2 separate regions of the Sminthopsis crassicaudata genome follow, and region 1 is linked to region 2. A link is a contact called in public Hi-C data. All regions are on one chromosome and are shown on one strand. Each heading gives the region's core, a stretch centred on a gene start, on an enhancer-like site or on the middle of the called end of the contact. The rest is flanking DNA. Distances are from core to core; before and after follow the strand shown.

Region 1 (3,642 bases), core at 634-3,133, 440 kb before region 2:
CATTTGCCATAACCCAGCGGGCTGCAAAAACGTCCTCAGCAGCCGCATGTGGCCCGTGGGCTGTAGTTTGAGAACCTCTGCTGGAGGAAAGTAATTAATGAAATCCATTACTTAAATGTTACCTAAATGGGAAAAGTTACTTTTATTTGGCTTTATTATTTAGTTAGAATTACCACTTGGGTACTGAAGGGCAAACATATTTTATTATAAACAGTTTAATTGATATGTATGGTTTTGAAATTAGTCAATGTATTTACACATCCCATCCCAGAATCTTTGTTACAACTCAATTCATTTCAAATTAATTCATTTTTATATTCAAGCTCACTTCTTATAAACAAAATGTTTGTTGATATTCCTTAGCAGAATCTTATTCTCAGCTAAAAGTAAATAACTAGATTTTGGTTTTGGTGGAAAGTTAGTAATAAGATGGGATGATTATAAATACAAAACTCAAGAATTGGTTCAGAATTTCCCGATTCTTCAGTTTGCTTTAGAATTTCCTAAATATATCAACATGACAGTTTGCTAGCCCACATCACAAGGCAAACATAGGTGTTAAACTGGACTTTCTTCCCTCTCTGGAACCTGAATCTGAGATGAAGAATGAACCAGAGGAGCACCAGAAGTTAAATGATGGCAGAGTCTTGGCCAATTTAAAAGGCATCTGTTAGTATGAGCCTAATAATCCTATTGCAGCTCTCAAGTTTACAACTGCAAAGTCTCATTCTACTAGTCGGGGGCTCGCAATTTATGTTTTAGGTTCCTCCTTCAGCCTGTTTTGGGCAATATCCAACTATCTGATGGAGATGAGGAGAGGAGCAGAAGGAAGTATGGACAAATGAACATTCTCTGGTCTAGAAATTTCCTATCTGATGTTCTCATTAGAGCGATAAGGTTTAAATAGCTCTCAGCACTCCAGCTGGTTACTCACACAACAAACTTGAATTGTATTAAGATTTATTCCGAGGGGCGGCTAGGGGGCGCAGTGGAGAGAGCACCAGCCCTGAAGTCAGGAGGACCCGAGTTCCAATCTGGCCTCAGACATTGAGCACGTCCTGGCTGTGTGACCCTGGGCCAGTCACTTAACCCCAATTGCCTCAGCAGAGAAAAAAAATCTATCAACCGAAGGAATATCTGCCCTGGAGAAGCGAATCCCCTAAAAAGCTGCCAGAAAAGCCGCCCACAGTCCAAGCCCCGAGACAGGACCCCCTGCCGGGAGCAGGTTTGGAGCCTTCCCTTTTTCCTCTTGCAGGGACTGTCCCAGACCCTCCCAACCTCAGGCTCCCGTCAATGGCTCTAGAATCTCTCTCCTCTCCCCACTCTATCCCATGACTCAGTGGGTGATTCTGGGGGTCAGAGGCTGGGACGCCAGGAAAGGGTTAATCCCCAAAGTTCCTAGCGCTCCCTTCGGATCCCTAACGGATCCTAGAATTTCAGCGATGTCTTCTAAGAGACTTGCCGGGATGGCTCATTCCTCAACTCCCGGCTTGGATTTCCTTCAGATCGGCCCGGGACTGGCTGGGATTTCCTTCCCAGGGATCAGTGCTGGTTGGCTGATTGCTTGCCCCCAGACTTTGCCCCTTTCTTGTCCCTTTGCTCTCACTTTGGGGTCCTGTCGAGCCTCTTGGGTGCTTTCCTCCCCCCCCCCCCACTGGTCTGGACTTTCCCAGAAGCCCTCCCCCCTCAGCCCGGGCAGCAGACAGCCCCACTCACCCACCTGGTGCCCACCAATGCCAACTCCGCAGGGCCACGTGGGTGGAGAGGTCCAGGGGGAGGCAAAATCGGGAAGGCCGGGCCCCCCAGTCGGAAAGCAGGCCTTCCTCCGAAGAAGGGCCCCGACTTCCTGGTTCCTGCGGGTGACCTGGGCCGGGCCAGACTTGGGGATTTCCTGCTGGGTTCTGGGGCGGAGACTGGGCTGGGGCAGCCCCGACCGGGCCACCAGAGGGCACTCCAAGACCACGTCTGCAGCCCGTCCCTCCAAGGGCCTCTGCCTCCTCTCGGGCCAAGGAGCTCCGAGCCCTGCCCGGCTGTCAGGTGAAGGGAGAAACCCCAGCGGCAACTACCGGATTGAGAATGGGGCAGGGGGAGAATGGGGCAGGGGAGAATGGGGCAGGGGGAGAAAATGGGGGAGGGGAGAGTGGGGCAGGGGGAGAGTGGGGCAGGGGAGAGTGGGGCAGGGGGAGAGTGGGGCAGGGGTGGGAATGGGGCAGGGGGAGAATGGGGGAGGGGGGAGAATGGGGCAGGGGAGAATGGGGCAGGGGAGAATGGGGCAGGGGAGAATGGGGCAGGGGGAGAATGGGGCAGGGGGAGAGTGGGGCAGGGGTGGGAATGGGGCAGGGGGAGAATGGGGGAGGGGGAGAATGGGGCAGGGGGGAGAATGGGGCAGGGGGAGAATGGGGCAGGGGGAGAATGGGGGAGGGGAGAATGGGGCAGGGGGAGAATGGGGCAGGGGGAGAATGGGGGAGGGGGAGAATGGGGCAGGGGAGAATGGGGCAGGGGGAGAATGGGGGGAGGCGGGGTGTCCGGAGGATGTGGCGCCCTCCATACGTCAGAGAAGTGAGGAGGGTGAGAGGGAGCGCTGGCTTCTGTGCTGGTGAGCCCGGGATGCCCGCTGGACTTCGGCCCAGGCCCAAACCATGAGACCGAGGAGGGGCAGGAGGCGTGAGCATCATCTCCGTGAGACTGAACGTGGTCCCCTCCATGTGGGGTGGGTCAGAGGGCAAGAGGAGAGGCCCAGCCCGGGAGGCCCCTGGGGGAGAGCCAGCCAGGGAGATCAAGAAGGAGCAGTCAGAGAGGGAGGGGGAGCCGGAAAAGCAGCCCCGTCCCCAGCGTCCGTGGGTCCTTCTAGCCGTGGGCCCCTCGGGATGGCGGCGCCTGCTTCGGCCCTTCTCCGAGTCATTGAGAAAACCGCGCCTGGCGCCACGTCGGGCCGGGCACTCGGCTGGAGACCTCCGTGCTGGAGCTCGGCCACCGAGCTGTTCCCCAGGGCCCCGGCTGTCTTATTCTCTCTCCCACATCTCGGGGCTTTTCTAACAGCCGAGACACGGCTAAAACCCGGGCAGACTATGCGCAGCACCGCAGAGGTTTATCGCTTTAGGGTCTCTGGCCAGAAAGGAAACGCCCGCTCCCTGAATGACGGACGGACGGCCGGCGTGACTGGTTTCTGAAGCTCTCCTGCTGCCTTTCCTGGAAGTTCCCCACCACCCGTCTCCTCAGGGACGCCCTGGAGATGGGCTCCGGGCACCAGAGCCCCATTCACCCGCGTTCACTTCCGCTTTGGCTCCGGCGTTCTAGGGCCCGGCCCTCTGTCAGTGGCTGCCCCCCCCCCAAACTCTGGCTAATGAGGAACAGTTTAAAACCAGGCCATTTGGAGCCTGGCTCTGAGGAAGACTCCATAGATGCAGGGAGGGGATTCATCTCGCCGCCTCTGGAATCTGGCCTGGGCTGGGGACACGGGACACTGACCCTGGAGAAAGACAGGCTGGCCCGGAGCTCTGCAGGCAGTTACAGTGGTCAGTGCTGAGCCTGGAAGTCAGGAAGGCCTCACATCTCACTCATGACCCTGGGCACCTTTGTTTGCCTCAGTTTCCCGCTCTGTAAAATGGGGATAATAGCACCCACCTCAGCAGGATTGATGTG
Region 2 (3,973 bases), core at 71-2,570:
GTCTCTGTCTCTCTCTGTCTCTGTCTCTCTTTCTGTCTCTGTCTCTCTCTCTCTCTCTCTCTCTCTCTCTCTCTCTCTCTCTCTCTCTCTCTCTCTCTCTCTCTCTCTCTCTCCTCTCTCTCTCTGTCTCATCCTCTCTTGTCTCCTCTCCTCTCCTTAATTTTAAGGAGTTCTCTCTAATTAACTGAGTTCCTAAGGGGGACTTTCTAAAATCCAATTGCCAGATGAAGTAGCAGAGTGTCGGTAATCGGAGGCTCCTCGGGACCTTTGGTGTCCAGATGGATGACTGACCACTCTTTGGGTTTATGTTCCTGTGGTTTGGGTTTTGGGTTTATGGATTCCCAGCCAAATGCCTGGGAAGAGAAAGGCCCTTGCCCAAGATGTCCCTGTCCTTTCCTCCCTGTCTAAGCCCTTTCCAGCCACATCTCCATCCCACCTGGGCCCTGCCAGCTTTCCTTTGTTGTGGTCCACCAGGGGAGTGGTAGAGGAAGGTACGGGGTGCTGGGGGGGAGGCAGGGCCGAGGAGACGGCAGCCATCCTTCTCTCTCTGGATTTGAGCTCCCCAGTTTGCCCTCTGGACAATCTCAGACATCCAACCTTCCCATAAGCTTCTCTTCTCTCGGCAGGCAGACTGTTTGTTACCCACAACTGGGCCTCCAGGAGCCAGCCAGTCAGCAAGTCTTTCCGTTTCTCCTTTTCTTCTTCCCTCCTTCCTTCCCTCCTTTGTTCTCTCCCTTTCCTCCCCCCTTTCTCCCTCCCTTCTTATTTCTTTTCCTCCTTCTCTCCTTCTTTATCTCCTCTCCTCCTTGTCTTCCTCTCCCTGCTTCCCCTTTCCCCTCTTCCGTTGCTCTCCCTCCTTCCTTTCTAGCCTCCTCCCCCCACACCGCCCATCCCCACTGCAACGGCCTGTGTGGGAGGGCCGGCTGGGGGCGGAGCCCAAAGGACTGGGGGGGGGGGGAAGAGAAGGCCAGTCCCCGCGCGTGGGGGGGTGCGGGCGGTACGTGTGTGTGTGTGTGAAAAAGTCGCCAGTGGATTTGGGTGTGGACTGACCCCCTGAGATTTGACCCTGGTATGAAATGCTCTAGCTATAGTTGCAGAAACCTCATCAATGGGCAGATAAGGAGCCCTATAAAAGGCGTGAACACCTGCAGCCGCTCGGTTCTCTTCTTCCTCCGCATCCCAGCGCCTTGGTTCCTTCTGTCCGCCCGTCGGGAAGAACCGGCCGCGTGCCTGGGGTGCCCGCGCGGGTCGTGCCCAGCGCTCCGTGTGCCACAGCGGCGGCTTGGAGAGCCCCGGCCCGAGCTCCCGCCGGCTGCGCCATGGCCCTGCTGCTGACTCCTCTGCTCACCGTGGTTGCGCTCTGGATGGCCCCGACGGTGCGCGCCCGGCCGCTGGTGGACGCCGGCCCGCACGTCTACTACGGCTGGGGGGACCCCATCCGTGCGCGGCACCTCTACACCGCCAACCGGCACGGGCCGGCCAGCTTCTTCCTGCGGATCCACCGCGACGGCCGCGTGGACGGCAGCCGGAGTCAGAGCGCGCTGAGTAAGTTGCTGAGCCCGAGTGTGGGTGAGTGTGCGCGCGCGCGCGTGGGAGAGAGAGAACGCGTGTACGTGAATTTCTCTGCACACGCTTGGCTGTGCTTGCTAGCCCTTCCTGGGAACTCCAGACCCTCCCTCCCTCCCTCCTCCCTCCAGACGAAAGCCCCCGGGGCGCCGGTCCAGGCTCTCCAGCAGACCGCAGGGCTCTCTGCCCCGATCCTCCGGGCCCAGCGGCGGGCGCTCCTCCGTCCTGCTCCCGGGATAGCCTTGGCTTCTGGCGGGTGGCGCCGCATCCGTCCCCGCCACTCCCCTCACACGCTTCCATCAGCAGCCTGGGTTGAGGCCGCGCGGTCTCCCCGCCTGTGGGCTGCGTTCGGACGCCCCGTCGGGGCGCTCTCCCCTACTCCTCCCCCCCTCCCCCTGCTCACCTGTCTCCTTTTTGCTCAGGTTTGTTGGAGATCAAGGCGGTAGCGCGTCAGATCGTGGCGATCAAGGGCGTCCGCAGCTCTCGGTACCTGTGCATGGGAGACTCCGGGAGGCTCCAGGGATCGGTAAATCAAATCCCCAGAAAGACCCTCGTGGGCTTGGGTAACTGGCTCCCCGGGCTCTCCAATGGCGGGGCTGGGGCTATCGGCTCCTCTCTCTCTGTGTGACCCTGGGCTCCAAACTACTAGAGGGCTGCGAGCCTCAGTTTCCTCACCTGCAAAATTGTGATACTGACTCCCTGGAGACTCTGGGAAGCGCTAAAGAGATTAGGGATGTCAAGTTCTCGGCGGGCTTTGGAGCTGCGCTAGGGAAGGAATTTGGCTTCTTTGTGTTAAGCAGCCGGGAGCCAGGCCCTGCCGGAGGTGTGGAAGAGGCTGGGGAGCCCGGGGGTCCCAGACTGCAGCTTGGGAGGCTGGCGGCTCCGGTTCCAGCCCTAGTCGGGGGAGGGGATTGCTGGATGCTATTTGCAAGAAAAAGGTCTCAGACGCTCCTTCCAGGGGTTCTGATAAACTACCGCCCCGAGATCTGAGAACCAGGAGCTAGTGTTACTTTGGCTTGGAGCTTCAGCTCCCAATCAGGGCCGAAAAACCAGGAAAGCCCCGAGCCGGGGGCTTTGTGCGGGAGCTGTGGCTTCTGCACCGGAAGCGAGATTGTGATTGTCCCTGCGGCGTGCTGCCAGAAACGAGCCCTTCAAATAATCCTAAAACGGATGCTTTAATTGCCCGCAAGAGCCCCTGATAGTCCCCGAAAGTCCTTTCCTGTGACTTTAAGTCTCCTTGGTTTCTCTAAGCATCCCAGGAAATCCCACTGGAGAACCTTGGGGGTCGAGGTTGGAGCCGGGTTTGCTGCATTTTTAATAAAATCGTAAATTTAAAAGCCCCAGCAGCTCCGAGCCACTTCCCAGCTGCACGGTTTTCTAGCCATTCTCCCTTTCTGAGCCTCGATTTCTTTAGAAAATGGGGGTGATAATAGCAGCGAGGGATGGGGGAGCTGGAGCTGTCCATCATCTGGTAAGCCCCAGGCTCTGTGCTCAGATCTGCAGGAAACCAAACATTCCCTGCCCCCTTCAGGTTCGGGAAAGTGACTACTGATAATTGGGGGGGGGGGGAGCTCCAGACTTGTTTCTTAGCTCTCCAAATTTCGGTTTCCTCTGGAAGAAAATGGGCTGAGGGTGTAGGAGAGAAAAGCACTTTCTTTGCTGAGTTGTTGCAAGTCCCCAATGAGATCACAGAGTTAAGTGTGTTCCAAACTTCAAAGCCATGGTTTCAATGCTGGCTATTATTATGTAAAGCGCTTCCCCATCTTTGCTGCGGGAAGGGAGGGCTAATTATGTCACCTTTGTTATATATTCACCCTGTCCCCCTATTTTCAATCCTGCCTCTTGCAAATTGTCAGGATGGTTTTTCAAAGATTTCCGCGATTCTTCTGTCCCCAGAAGCTGGGGCTTCCAGCGGTTGCCCCCCCCCCCCCGTCCCACCAAACTGGGGCTCTTCATCTTAGAATAATAAACACTCCAGGCCTGTCAGCCAGCCTTGCCACTGCTCCCCTCTTACTGTTCAGCTCAGGCCTAGTGGGAGAGCTTACCCCCACTGAAAAGGAGCTAGGCCCATGGAAAATCAGAGCTCGCTGCTTCCCTAATTAGCCGCCAACAAAGGCTGGAGTTCAAAGGGAGCCATTATAAACCCTCCTCTCTTTCTGGGGTCATCGATGGCTGCCGGCTGTGGGAGGTCTGAGAAGGGTGGTCCAAGGCAGGCTGGTCAGGGGCCCCTGGTGCCCTCTTGCCCTGCTGTGAATGGGCCCCCCCCCACCCCTTGTGCTTCCGAAGACCTTAGCCCAGTCTTCCCAGGCTGGAACCATAACCTGCTAAGACGATACAAGGAGAGCCCAGCTTTGATTAGCTCCTACCCAGGATGCTTCATGACCCAAGTGCAGGCCTTTTGATGTTG

The links. A called contact is a pair of places that touch in the nucleus more often than the background predicts.
Region 1: a Hi-C map of hippocampus shows a contact between it and region 2, with 5 times the contacts expected there. The contact joins the promoter of FADD here to the promoter of FGF19 in region 2. A contact is called at or near these places in 2 of 2 Hi-C or Micro-C datasets (fibroblasts and hippocampus).

The regions. Positions count from the first base shown.
Region 1 is chr6:254,300,122-254,303,763 of ASM4859323v1, reverse strand. It overlaps FADD (Fas associated via death domain), which reads right to left and starts at 1,883. Exons shown (of 3, transcript XM_074276645.1): 1 at 1,717-1,883.
Region 2 is chr6:253,862,937-253,866,909 of ASM4859323v1, reverse strand. FGF19 (fibroblast growth factor 19) reads left to right here and starts at 1,320. Exons shown (of 3, transcript XM_074275992.1): 1 at 1,320-1,545; 2 at 1,989-2,092. The coding sequence starts at 1,320.